2 separate regions of the Gossypium hirsutum genome follow, and region 1 is linked to region 2. The links are chromatin contacts, called in public Hi-C maps. All regions are on one chromosome and are shown on one strand. The core of a region is the stretch at or near the end of the contact, and the rest is flanking DNA. Distances in the headings are between cores, read along the strand shown. Region 1 has its middle 17 kb from the start of LOC107945296. Region 2 holds the start of LOC107945236 (copper-transporting ATPase RAN1).

Region 1 (7,494 bases), core at 411-2,910, 34 kb after region 2:
TCTATAATTAGTTCAAAACACTTATTTTTTGTTTATTTGCGACATAAGAACCACTAATCCTCATCACTACCCAACACCCACTACCAGCCCCATCTCAATCGCTCCTTACTTTTCTTCCTTTAACATTGAACTTGAGAAAACCCGACCGAGGAGATCTCCATTGCAGTACATTTCCTCCCCCTCACTTATCTTCCTTTGTGGATAGAATTGGTTATTCTTATGGTGGGTGTTGGGTGATGGATGATGATGATTGGTGGTTTTTATGTTGTAAATAACCAAAAAAAAAAAGCGTTTTGAACTAATTATAGAAAGGTCTTTAATTTTAGTCAAAAGATAAAAAAATGCAACATCAACAATCCGTTAGTGGATTAACGAAATTTTTAATGGCGGTGACTAATTCGAGTAACTATTTAAATCAAAGTAACTAAATTGACAAAAAGAAATTAGAATGACTAAAATAGAAACGATGCTATTTTAGAGTGATTTGATACAATTTATCCTAAAAAAAGTAAAATGTTTGGGGATAACAGGGTGTATCCATTATGATCCATAAACTTTAAGTTAAAAAATAATAATTAGTTTAATATATAATTAGAGTCATTCTAAAGCTTGAGTGAAATTGGGTTAGGAAGAGCTAGATGAAAGTAATTTTTCATAATTTTGTTAAGATTAAAATATGCGAATATTTGGAATTTTTAAATTTTTATTTTCAAGATTTTAAATATTTTATTTTTTGTATTTAAAAAAAAGCAAGCACCATGATTAGCATCATAAAATTTATCTATTAAATTCAGATTTATTGAAACACTATTTTTATTATATAATTATTAAATGAATATTTTTTTATTTCAAAATATTGCTATACATAGTAATTTTAATAATATAAATAATTGGACTTAAATTATTAAATTTAAAAAAGCAAATGAATATATGTACAAATAAATTTTTTTTTAAAAAATTAAATTTTAAATAGAAGAATAAAATAAAGGGTGGAAGCATATTTTAAGGTTTTGTCAAACTTGGACAGAACTATATCAACTTAAAATCCTAGAGTAAATAATGTACATATTTCAAACGTTGTTTGTTTTGACCATATGACCCATTCGGCAAAGCATAAAAATCCCAAATCAAATTCACAACCACATATGTAAATTGCAAATGCAAATTTAAAAGAAAAAAATTGTGTTTCTTTATTGAAAAAAAAAACATTATTAATTATTCAATAAATAATAATGAAACAAGAAAAAAGATTGTATAAAATAGTGATATTATGTCATCTGTATCTATTTTTTAATAGTTTAATATCACATCCATATTTTTATTTTAAAAATTAAATATAAATAAAAATCTTGAAATTCAAAACAAAATTATTAATATGATATTAAATTATTGAAAAACAAATAGTATACCACCCAAATAATTCCGTGCTTTTCTCATGTTATGCGTTGATCTCTAGGGATCCTTAAACCTCCCATGTCACTATTATTGTTTGTAGTTAATTAGGTGGAGCAGCCGCAGCTGTGGAATTTTTCAGATTAATTTATTTCATAATATCCAACGTGTTAATGACGAGCGGCAGTTGCGTAATTTGGAAAAGTCCCAAAGAGCAGGTGAGGTCAATCCCTTTGTTCTGAATCTGAACTGAATAATATATTCTTTCTATGACCCTGCTCCGCTTATGCTACCATGGGACCACTTTTCTTTTCTTCTAAACTGGAAAAAACAACAACTTCCATATTTACTGTGTTCTGCATCTTCACCTCGCCAAATCCATCTTTATATTCGGCGGAAGACCTCGCGGCGACACCCGTCACGTGCATGCCCTATAGGTGTTGAAGAGACAAGTCATACAGGTGTTGAAAATTCATCTACCCTTTATTTTTTTTCTCTATTAATCTTTAAAAAGAAAACACAATCTATTATATATGCAAGCAAAGCCACTTAAATTGCTACTATATATGCTTTATTATTCTATAATCCTTTAAAAAGGAGGTTGTCCCTGATAGTGTCTTTATTATCGTATATAGTTAAGTTATAGGTTTATTGGGTTGATATATATATATGACAATAAGTGGAGGAGAGTTTTCCTAGTTTGAGACAACTTATTATACAGTAATCAGATTAAACCATTAATAAAGCTTTTCAATCGTTGTTTTCTTAAATCAAAATCTTGTCAGTTTGCAATAACAATGAAGTTTGAACCTACGTGCGGGAATAGATATCTTTTACTTTTTGGACATTAAAATTTTCCAATTTCCAGACTTTGATTGATTTATTTTGTAATTTGTAGCATAAAGATTGTTGGAAAGATGAGCTTACTTCCACTAAGAATGAAAGACAACAATCATGTACAACTTTTATATGGAGTGGTCAAAAGCAGAAACAAAGGCAACATAAAAAATAATGGAGATCCTCCATGGGGTTGCATGGCATGGCATCCAGTTCCACACCATCTTGTTTCCCCGCCCCACCACTCCCCTGGATTATCTTAATTAGGAAGTGGGGATAGAATTCGTCTGCCCCTTTCATTAAATTTTGCCACGTAATTTCAATTCATATCTTCACTTACATTTCAACTGTTATCTTTTTTTTTTATGTATTTTATTTAACAAAAAGAATAATTTAAATTATATTATATTAAAAAATTAATTCTATAAGTTTCTATGCTTTTTGAAAATTTGGAATTTAATATTCGTGCTTTTATTTCCAACAATTTAGTCTCCCACTTTTTAGATTTTAAAATTCAAGTTTAGCTATTAACATTGTTGAACTTTTTTTTTGTCAATTTATTAGTATGACATTTGAACTAGAAAAAATAATAATCACTTGGTGCCATATAATTAAAAATGACATTGTAATTATCCTGAATTTAACAATATTAACAGTTGAATTTAAATTTCGAAATCTAAAATATAGAAGAACTAAATTCTTGAAAATAAAAATACAAATTTTGACCAAATTTAAAGTACAGTTTAAAATTTAAATTCCTCAAAATTTAAAGTATAAAGACTAAATTTTAAATTTAAGAATAGTTTAATGATCAAAACTGAAATTTGGCCATTGTTACGTATAATCTCAAAAAGAAAAGTAAAAAGTTGTGTACAGTGAAACAAAATAAAGTATTATGAAGTTATGTCAAAAATAAAATATAGATATTAAATTTCAAATTTAAATGTATTAGTAGGATCAAAATTGAAACGAAGCATGTCATAAAAGGAAGAGCAATCTATTATGGCCATTAACCTTGTCAAAGGACGTGAGCTTAATTGAAGGTGGATTTGAGTGAAAATAAAGCAAGTCTATTTGTAAAATGAACTGAAGCTACCCTAATAAAAGGTGTTAATAATTGAGGTTGTGACAACCTATTTTAGGCATAGCAGAGTGTAAAGCGGGCCATGCAGTCTTCAAATGATAAAAAAGAATGGTTAATCTGTTGAAAGAGGAAGAGAAGTGAGCAGTGAGATGGAAGTTAAAGAAATGAAGGAAAGGAGGGTATCCATGGGGTTGGTGCAACGTCTTTGAACAAATTAGTTATACCAACAACTCCTTTTTTTTAATGGGATTAGGCTTCCAACTCAATCTCTGCTAACAAAAGCAATCTCTGTTTTTTTTTTTTTAATATTTTACAAAGAATTATAATTATCAAATTAAATCTTTTAAATGCAAGGTTTGAGTTGCTGATATTAGTAGCAAGAGGCACAAGAAGAAGAGATGGATTCTGTCTTCTTTAGATGGAACTAAAACATAAGTTGAGAAGTAGAGTGGCGGATGCATTGGTTGATGTAGTAGCCATAGTCAAGTTTAGTCTTTCTTTACAAATTTTCATGTTTAAGGGACTTCCTGTTCAGTCTTTGACAAGGTGATTCTAAATGATATTCATTTTTTGCTAAGTAAACTGTTGACATGTATTTCTTAATTAGTTTATCCGCAAAATGGCTAGGGACTATGGTTTTTGGGCAAGTAGTGGTTTAATTAATTAGCAATAAAAAATAAAAGCAAAAACATTGATTGGGTTGCTTTTTAATTTACTCAGCTCTCATGATCTTATGAAAAGGAGCTAGCTTATGGAGTATGGACCATATTACTTACTGTATGGGTATTGGAATAGATCGTCACTCCTCAACCTAGTTTGCGAGGAATTTACGTATAAACCCACTCTCACTCGGGATGCTTACTGCTCGTATTGGAAGTTTCTGTCATATCATACCTCAGCTGCATTACTTTACTTGTATAAACACCACTCTCCAAATGCTTTCCACGCCTTTTTTTCTTGTCTTCCTTCATGCGTTTCGTCTCACCCTTTCCATCCCATTTCAACCTACTTTCTTTACACCAAATATATATATATTAAGGATTAAGTTGACAACCTTTATATCTATACTATAAATGAAGTATCTAACTCATATTATATCACCAATTGAAAGAAAAAACAAATAAACGTATAAAATTAAATAATAAAAGGAATTTATTAGTAAGGTTATATAGATAATTTATTTTTTAAAATAATTTTTTTTTGACATGAGAGCATTACAGGTAAATTTCAATCCCAATCCCTTTACCTTTTAGATTATAAAAATAGTTAAATTTTAATTTGATTCCGAGATTTATTCTATATATTTTAATTCTAACTTAATTTGATACCTCAATTTTTATAATGTCATTAGCTAGACTAAATACTTTATTCTAATTAAAATGATGATGTGAATTATTAAGAATTATTAGCACCATTAAAATTCTTTATTAAATTCATGTTCATTACAATATTATGTTTTTGTTATATGAATACCAAGTTTATTATATTTTTTTCAAAATGCCACACCAACAAAAAAAAATTCTAACAATGTTAACAAATAAATTTATATTTTTAAATTCGAAAAATAGAGAGACAATATTTCTAGAAATAAAAGTATGAAGATTAAATTCTAAATATACAAAGAGTACAAAAACTTTGAACATATTGTAACCTTTAAATTTCACACTATAATTTCGTCAAGAAATAAATTTCACATATTGGAAACCATACTAGTGATTAATGAGTCTAATGTTAGGTAAAAACCCTATACAAGAGTAGGATTATGATTTTCGGTTCTTAATTAATAAAATGGTTTCCGATGCTTACACTTTATTATGATCTAAACTTTGAGTAAATAAAAAATTCGTCTCCAAATTATAACGTTTTTCTCACTTAGGTACCTAAACTATTTTTTTTGGTTAAAAGTGGCACCTAAACTTTAACTCCGTCATTAATTTTGGTCCAAACAGTTAATTCTAATAAAAAAAATCTCATAACCAATCAATCAAAATGTGACACATGACATTTTAAATTAAATTAAATAATTTTTTTTCCTTCTCTATTATCCCACGTTTCATCTTTCTTTCCCCCTCTTTCATAACAGTGAGGAGAAAAAAGGGAAATGTGAGATTTCTCTTTATATGTTAACGTTTATAAGGGAAGAGCAAAGCAGTCAGTGGAATTTCCTTCTCCTTTGTTTTTCACAACTCAAGTTGTAAAATGTAAGACTAATGCCACTCAAGGAGAGTATGAGCAAGAGTATTCACATCATACATGATTGGTTTTTCCCTTTCTGTCAAGGCTTATAAAATTATGAATAAACACCAGAATCTTTCCCCTTTTTCTCAAAACTCCTCTTTGCCTCTGTTGAAAAAGAGAGGGAGGAAGAAGATCAAACATGGGATAGGAAAAAATATTGGATTTAAATTTTTATTTAATTACAAAACAACAGAGTTTCTCCTCAAAAACCACAAAACCAAACACCAAAAACAATATTTTGAGTGTTTTATTGAATTAATGTCACTGTTTTTTATTTTTTATATAATAAATTAATAAACCAATAAAAAATTGATCATAATAAAATTTAAACTCAAAATATCATGCATGATAAATAATTAAATTTATCATTATAAATTGATTTTTATATGAATTTAAATAAATATTTGTTATATATTTTTTCACCTAAGGTGTGGAACCAAATTTGAAATGGGCCGAAAAGCAAATCCTTAATGAACGATATTTATTGATCCATTATAGTTGTAAGGGGTAGGGAACAATTTCCCCTGTGCTTAGCTTGAGCCTTGACGGCTTCAAAACTATCTACCTGGGCCTAGCTCGTTTAATTCTTTCACTTCCACAGCATCAATGTGAGCAACCTATTCATAGATATAGGGGTCAGTTTTCGATTTTTCTTGCCCCATATAGTCGAATGGCAACATCACATGATGAAGCTGGAAAACCTTTACTTTCTTATAATAATAAAAAACCCCTCTACTTTCACTCCAACACTGGCTGGCCTATGGTTAAAGTAACACTAATCTTCAACTATACGCATGCATGCATGGAGCGGAATGGACTGCAGAAAAGCTACGTAACTGCCATTTCTCCTCTCACCAACTTGTTGGTCGTGCTTCTTCAAGATATTTAACTCTTAACAATTATATTATTTATTTCATTCAGTTGTTAAAATATGTCACAGATTCCTATACTTTTCACACATTTGGTACTTAGTCTTTGTATTTTTATTTTCAGGAATTTAATCCTTTTACTTTCAAATTTCGAAATTTAAGTCTTATTGTTAACTCTGTTTAATTTTTTCATTAAATTTATTGGTGTGACATTTTGAAATAAAAAAAGATACTCACTTGGTGGTAGACCTGCTCATGGGTTGGGCCACTGGGCCCGGCCCGAAAGCCCGGGTTTGGGCAAAAATATAGTGCCGAAAAATGGGTTTGGACAAAAAATAAGGCCCATTTAAACAACGGGCCGAACCTCAGGTAAGGCATTTTTGGCCCGGGCCCAGTCTGGCCTAGCCCGAATTCACTAAAGGACCAAAAAAATCTGTTTTTTTTTAAATACTATTTTCTTGTTGTTTTCTCCCTATTTTGCTACCATTTTACTATTATGTTGCTACTATTTTGTTGTTATTGTTTGGATATTGTATAAAACTTATTTTATTGTTAATTTTATTATTATTTTAAAGACGTTTGTTAATTTTGTTATTATTTTAGAGACATTTGCTTGTTAAGTTGCATCTATCTAGTGTTATTTAAGTATATATATATTTTAAATTTTATTTTCAATTTGTTGGGAAATATTTATTTTGATGTTTTTAGTATTTTTGATGTATTATATATATTTTAAAATTATATAAAAAACAATATAAAAATTAATATGGGCGGGCCGGGTTGGGTCCGAGTTTTAGCATTTTTATCCGGGTTGGGATTGGGCAAAATTTGAGGCCCATTTTTGGGCTGAGATGGTTTCGGGCCTAGCAAACTGGCTTGAATTTTTAGTTGAGCCTAGCCCGGCCCGGCCCATGCACACCTCTACTTGGTGGTAATGTAACTAAAAAGATTATATTTTAATTAACCTTAATTTAACCGAATAATTTTAACTTAGATCTAAATTTTAAAATCTTAAAAAGTAAAGACTAAATTTCTAAAAATGAAAATGCAAATTTACGATTAAATAACAACTTA
Region 2 (7,253 bases), core at 138-2,637:
CAGGCATAAGGACTGTGGTAGAACCCCAGACATCACACCCAAGGAGAAAAAGAATACTTAATCTGTGTTGTATAGACCAACGGGGGGGGGGGACGGCAGCTATTGAAATGTTGCATTTCAGCCAAATATGTACCTCATGACAGAAAATCGGTGAAGCAATAGAACAAATCTCCTCCTCCTCCATGTATTTAAAAATAAAATACCCATAGACTGACGCAAAACTTTTTCTCCACGATTACAACACCGGAAGAAAAGCAAATACCATAGATGCAGCAAAACATGTGATGCCTTGTGTGTTTGTTTAGAGTGAGAGGGACTAAACATCAGCAATCATCAAAAAGGTGTTTTTGGGTCCTGTAAACTTGAGACACTAATTACACAATGCAAATGGTAGAAACCATGACGAAACATTGACTAAAAGTCATATTCATGATCATTCTTATACAGAACTAGCCACATTTACAGATAAGACACCGTGAAAAATCAGATTTCAAATGCAATATTTAGAGGCATAATAGTCAATATAGCTTATGAAATCTAAAATGCGGAAAAGTTCCAAGACAAATTGTAAACAGTACTATACTTTAGCAAAAGTGTGGGAAAAAAATCACGCATTAAAATCAACTTAAGCAAATAAATGAAGAGAGTAGCTTGTGGACCTCAACCAACATTAATTAAGCCAATCTTCAGTAATTAAACAAATCCAAGACCAAAACCACAAAGTCAAACACGGAAAAAAAAGAAACGAAGCTAAAATTATCTAATGAAGCAAACTCGACAAGCGTAATTCTGTTTGAAAATAATGATCAAGGAAGAAAGAGCAGTAACCTTAACCAAAGTAGGATCAAAAACAACATCAGCACGGTTCTGCAACAAAGCCACGGATGCTCTTAAAACCCCATTGATGTTCTTCAAAGCAGCCTCAACGGAATTGGAGCAGGCGGCACAAGTCATCCCCGTTACAGTGACCTGAATTCTCCGCATACTACCTTCTTCAATACTTTCCAACTTATAATCTCCTGTTTCGTATGAATCTAAGAGTCGAGTACCTTCCTCCATGTCGTCGGGATCAACAGCGCGTACCGACGAGGGATACGTGGATCTCCAGACGCCGGCCGCCTGCGACGTGAGTTGCAGGTCCCTCGAGCCCGGCGACATTAGGGTACAGAAAGAAAGAAAATGAAAAGAGGTGAAAATTTGAGGAAAGAGGAAAAGGCAGAGACGCAGAGAACAAATCAGAGGGAAAGAAAAGGAGATTTGTTTATGTATTTATAGAAAGAAAGAAAAAAAGATATACTGGAGAGAAAATGTGTTGGGAGAGATTTCCGAGGGAGACGGTGGAGACAGCAATTTTTCAACTAGAAACTTTGGGTTGGCTTGCCTGGCTCCACCAAACTACCAAATTGCCCTTGCAATATATATGGAATTACCGTTAGACCGCTTTGTACTTTCGAACACTGTTAGAGTTGTACTACACAACAGGTTGTGGGGCCCTGTCATTGCCAGGGCAGGGCAGGGCAGGTCAAGGCTGCTTCACCTAATCTATTTCTATTTCAGTTTTCACCAATCAAATTAACTCCCTAACTTGATCCTACTATTTTAATGATAGAACCAACCTTCATTTGGTTATAACATCAACAAATTTCCCCCTTTTTCTTCGTTTTCCGTTTCTTACAACAATTTTCTACAGACATCTATCCATAATCCTTATTTTGTTTCAGCTTTTCTTAGACAGGGATTTATGAATTTTCACTTATTATTTATATTTTATCAATTTCATCCTTTATTCTTTTTTAGCTAAATTTCAACTTCAACCCTCTATATAGGAGTCAACCTTAACCATTATTCTTTCAAAAAATAATTTATTTGCTTCTTTTTTATGAAAATGTAGATTAAAATGTTAGTATTTTTTAAAATATGTTAATCTGCATGGTAATTCATGTGTGATTCATGTATCAACATTTATGTTTTTACAAAAATTGACTTTCAAGAGAAGAATAATGGTCAAATTTAATTTAAAATAATAATAAGGATCAATTTTTTAAAAAATGTAAAAATTGAGGACTAAAATTATTATTTTACCAACTTTTAAATGTTATTCCAATTTGTAATATTCTTATTTATTAAATTGAATCAGATTTAATTTAAAATATTTTAATTAAGATTTAACTTAATCTATTAATAGATTTAAGAGATGGAATGAAACTAATAAATACCTGTTTTTGCCATAAAGCAAATTATCGTTGATTGTGAGGAAGAAGGAAATAATCTGGCATCAATCAAGTTATATGTTGTTTGTATTGGTTCGTACTTCGTACTAAACAAACTGGGTTTGGTTTGAAATTTAAGCAACATCTTTCAATCGTTAACATTTTTTTTTATTTTTCCCCTCTAAAATATATTAGAATAATATATTAGCATGTGTTGTATTAGCTTCGGTAAATTGTATTTCAATTTCTTGTAGTTGTTGTGTAAAAATAAAATATCGGTAATAATAATGTATCGCAAGGAAAAAAAGAAAAAAAAGTAAAGAACACACAAATTTTACGTGGAAACTCTTTCGAAAAAAAACTACAGGCAAAGAAAAAGATAATTCACTATGTCGAATTCGAATAATTACAAGAGGAGTAGATTATATCTATTTATAGGCTTGTAAAACCATATTCTAATAGGAGTGTAGTAAGATTGAAACACCTTATTCTAATCAATATCAAACAGATGTAGTTTAATAACGTTTAAAAAACCTTATTCTAAAATAAAATAAAATAAGTATAGTTCTATAGGGATTTTATTTTTATTTTATTTTATTTTACCACTGTATTTTATTTAAATAAGGATTCGGTCACTTAATTCTAACATTTTGTATTTCTATTTGTTACTATCAGTTAGCTGCAGAGAAAGTTAATGTAGGATTTTTTATCAGCATTGACTAGTCTTTGTAGCTCCTAAACTTTTTGTATAAATATCAAAATTAGTCTCATCATTATAAGTTTATTAGTCTTATCAACAAAAAAAGTAGACCATATTTTGTTCTCTGGTTATCTTTTATGTTGTTCATAGTTTAGTTCTTTGTTTGGCAGAGTGAGATTTCGAACATGGTACCAGTCTAGCTAAAATTGAGTGAGTTTGAGTGATGTTCATTGTTGATCTAATGTGGTTTGTTGTTCTTGATTATTCTTTCATCATGGTGAATTCAAAGGTTGAGACTTCTTCAAATAGTGAGACAAAACTATGTAATTTAGATGGTGTTCAAAAAGTAATTGGGAATGTGATATTCTTTTGTGTTTCCCTCAAAGGTAAAATTGTTCCCTCGCCATGAAACTGTTCAATTAAATGAGAGTAATTTTATTTTTTTGGAAGCATCAAATAAATTTGATTCCTGAAGGGTATGGAATGACGGGTTACATTTTGGGAACTCTATCCATGAAACTATTCAATTAAATGAGAGTAATTTTATTTTTTGGAAGCATCAAATAAATTTGATTCCTAAAGGGTATGGAATGACGGGTTACATTTTGGGAACTCTATCTATTCCAGCAAAGTTCATACTTGGGAGTGATGGTAAATTGGTTGGCAATCCCATGTTTCTTATGTACAAATAACAAGATAAACTTTTAGTTTCTTGGATTTTGTCAACAATTTCGAATGAGATTCTTCCTTATCTTACTAGTGCAAATACAAGTCTAAAGGTTTGGTCAACCATTGTTCGTAGATGTCCTACTTAATCAAGCATAAAGATCTCGAACTCGAGACACACTTCACATTCACGAAAAAAAGGTTATTTGACAATTAAAGAGTATTTGACCAAGATTAAAGGTTTGTGTAACACTTTGAATGCTACAGAAAGTGTCGTTACTAAGCAAGAGCACTTACAAGTCTCACTACAGAGTATGAGTTGGTTAGAGTAGTTGCTTCAGCCACAGCAATATATTTGGATTTACTCACTGAGATGTTGGTTGATTATGAAACAAGGCAAATGGATTTCATTTCCACCATGCCTATGCAAGCAAATCTTGTTCAACAGCAAAATAACAAGCCAATGATACTAGTAGAGGTCATAATAAGGTGCAACAAGATTTTGGAAGTTAGAAGAATGGATGTGGTTTTTAGTATAATAATTGGAACGGTTATCAATAGAATGAGCAAAGCAATTATCAAGGTGGTCGTTATCAATAAAGTAACAGATGTGGTTATAAAGGGGGTATGGTTATAGACGTGGTAGAAGTTATAAAGGAAGAGAAAGTCGTTTCCAGTACAATAATAGGCCACAGTGTCAACCAGAAGTGAAACACCTTAAACCCAATCTAGACGTTATGGTCGAATTTGACGATTTCACATAGTAGTGCTTTTCGAAAAAATATGTTGTCGCTAAATCCCCTTTTTCTATTTAACCATTTTTTTCATTATCTTATGTTAATTTCAAATCGTGTCGTTCGTTTTCAACACATTATTCATTTACAAATCGTTATTCAATTTCAAAACATTTTTTTATTGCGGAAGCTTTTAAACAGTTTGCGTATTCGTGGTATTTTTGATAAAATATTAATTTTATTTGAAAACTTGAGTTTTACCTAACAGTAGCAGATTTAAATCATAAAATCGTAGAAAATCCAAATTTAAACCAAAATTCGTGTAAAAGAAGTAAAATCATAAATAGGTAATAAATAGTGTAAAAGAAGTCGTGTGGCCACCACTGAGTCCTCTGTCGCACCAATCTGCCTATATTTAGGGATTACCTGTACAGATTAAACAGAATGTGTGAGTTTACGTAAACTTAGTGTGTAATCCCCATACAAATGAACAGACAGTAAATAGATAATCACAATCTGGGCTTAAGCCTTTTTCAGTATCAGTATCAGTCTAGTTTGGGCCTTAGCCCATCTCAGTACAAAAACAGTCATGCAGTAAGGCTTTAGCCCATCACATTATCAGTAACAGTAACATATATGCAGTCACAAAAATCCTACCCATCCAGCCTCTACACACCAGCTTCGTCCAACCCTACACTCCATGTGGGGATATAATCAACCCACCATCCCTACACTCCAAGTAGTATCGAATGCAGCACTAGATAGTAGTTTGCAGCTGAGCTACCAGTAAATTAGGCTCGAGGCCTTTCAGTATACTTCCTCCGAACATTATAATCCCCAACCCAATGCAATGCAATATACAAATATGACATGCTATAACATAATATCATGCATGTAAACAAGACATACAGTATCAAATCAATGGGACATCATCATGCTTAATCATATCAGTCATACAGTCATTTCAGTCAATTAAGGGTCTAGGTAAGCTTACTGACCCTACAGTAGGTCCACAATCGACTCAGGTGACCCGTGCAACCTTAGCAATAAAATAGTGAAAATGGGCCTCGTGATCCATTTTAATGTGACCCGTGCTAGTTAATTGTTCATGTGTTTCCACTATTTACTTATATGATCCTTCAAAGTTGTCCACTTGAGTCACTATTACTAAATTATTTGTATCTTAAGTTGTCCACTAGACTTAAGTACCTTTCTACCATAAAATTTCCAGAAGTTTTGGTTTATCCAATAAGTACAAAAAAAAATTTAAACTTACCCCTATTCTGCTGTCTGACAGCTTCGACTCTTCTTTACTAAAAATTAGTTTTCTCTTAGTACAAAATTTGGATGACGTTTCCATTTGTTTCTATTGAAAATAGACTCATTAATAGTTTAAACATGTAAATTTTAACCCCTAATTATTTTTCTCCAAATTTTGATAATTTTCCAAAGCCAGAACATGGGAACCCGAATTCATTCTGACCTTATCTCACTAAGTTTATTATAACTCACGATTTACAATTTCATTACTTACATCGTTTCTTCTATGAGAAACTAGACTCAATAAGCTTTAATATTATATCTTTTCATCCTCTAATTAAATTTCCCTAATTTATGGTGATTTTTCAAATTTAGCCTACTGCTGCTGTCCAAACAGCAAGCAATTTTGACTTTTCGTCGAATCCCTTATTTTTGTGTTTCAAGTACACACTTAGTTTCGATTCGAAGCTAAAGCCACCACGAGCACTCTAGAACCTATTATTGACCAACATTTCACTCAATTAGTCACTTAAATGATCGAATTAAACTTAACCCCAAAACGGAAAAGTCATCTTCCAAGCGGAAAAACCCTTACCTTACGAACTACGGACACTTCCTTCTATAACTCGACACTAGCACAACCCCTCACACTAGATTTTTGGCTATCAACACAGTTAAATAAAGGTTCCCCAATTAATAACTTAAAAACCAAAATTTTAAAGCACCAATATCACTTACCGAACGAGTGTGACTCTATGTTGCACAATATGACGAATTGAAAACAAAGTTGAAAAGAGAAAGGAAGGAAAAAGGTGGATTCAGCAATAAGGAGGGCAAAATTTGACAACAAAGGAAAAATAGAGAGGAAAACAGCAGAGAATTTTAGCATGAGAGAAGAAAAAATAACTGGGTAACTCCTAAATTCCCTATTTTGCTCCTAATAAACCATATCCGTTTCAACTACTTCAGTATTCCAGTCCATCTCAAACACCCACACAACATTAGCAGCAAAAATAATGCCCAAGTACAGACTCAAACACAAGACCACCCTCACACTAACACTTCACTTATCCACCAGACCAGCAGGCCCATTCTGACACTATTTTACAAACAACTCCACTTAAACCTTTTAAGCAAGGCTAATGCTTCAATCATTAAAAATTTCAAAATTTTCCTAAGTCAAGGCTTGAACTTGGAACCTCTTACACACACCCAGAACACTTAACCACTAAAGCAAACCGATATTTATGTCAATTAATTATAAAAAACATAAACAGGTATTTTTAGGGTGTTACAAGAAGTGCTTTTATCATTTTGATCAAACATTCTCTAGGTTTTCTCCCTGGTTTAATAATGAACAACCTATGAATGCTCCTATGACTGTTAACTAAGCATTCATTTGTTCCAACAGACACATCGAGAGTGCTTTTATTACTTGTCAACCAGTTATTCCCTTTCTTTAGAATCAATCCCAGTTTTGTAACTCATTAGTGACTCATTTTCCTCCTGCTTCTCAATATTAGCCTATTAGTGGTGTTCCTAGTCCCATGTTTACTCATGTACCTCACACACAACTAGGAGATTCTTTAGGGTCAAATTCATCATTTTAGATGAACTGGTACCACTCATCATATCACTAGTGACTTGGCAAATTTGAAAATATGGTTGAATACATAGAAAAAA

Evidence for each region. Hi-C and Micro-C count contacts between places; a contact is called where the count stands out from the background.
Region 1: a Hi-C map of hypocotyl shows a contact between it and region 2, with 4 times the contacts expected there. The contact joins the enhancer-like site here to the promoter of LOC107945236 in region 2. A contact is called at or near these places in 18 of 34 Hi-C or Micro-C datasets (callus, cotyledon, fibers and 5 more).

Annotation. Positions count from the first base shown.
Region 1 is chrD12:7,524,016-7,531,509 of Gossypium_hirsutum_v2.1, forward strand. No RefSeq gene overlaps it. Among protein-coding and RNA genes, the nearest start is that of LOC107945296, 17 kb to the right of the region's middle. Within about 2 kb of position 1,661, at least 5 of the 9 cell types and tissues checked have an H3K27ac peak or open chromatin away from gene starts, as enhancers often do. A contact at or near this core is called in cotyledon, hypocotyl and leaf, where this site is marked.
Region 2 is chrD12:7,489,814-7,497,066 of Gossypium_hirsutum_v2.1, forward strand. LOC107945236 (copper-transporting ATPase RAN1) reads right to left here and starts at 1,388. Exons shown (of 9, transcript XM_041108364.1): 1 at 829-1,388. The coding sequence starts at 1,158.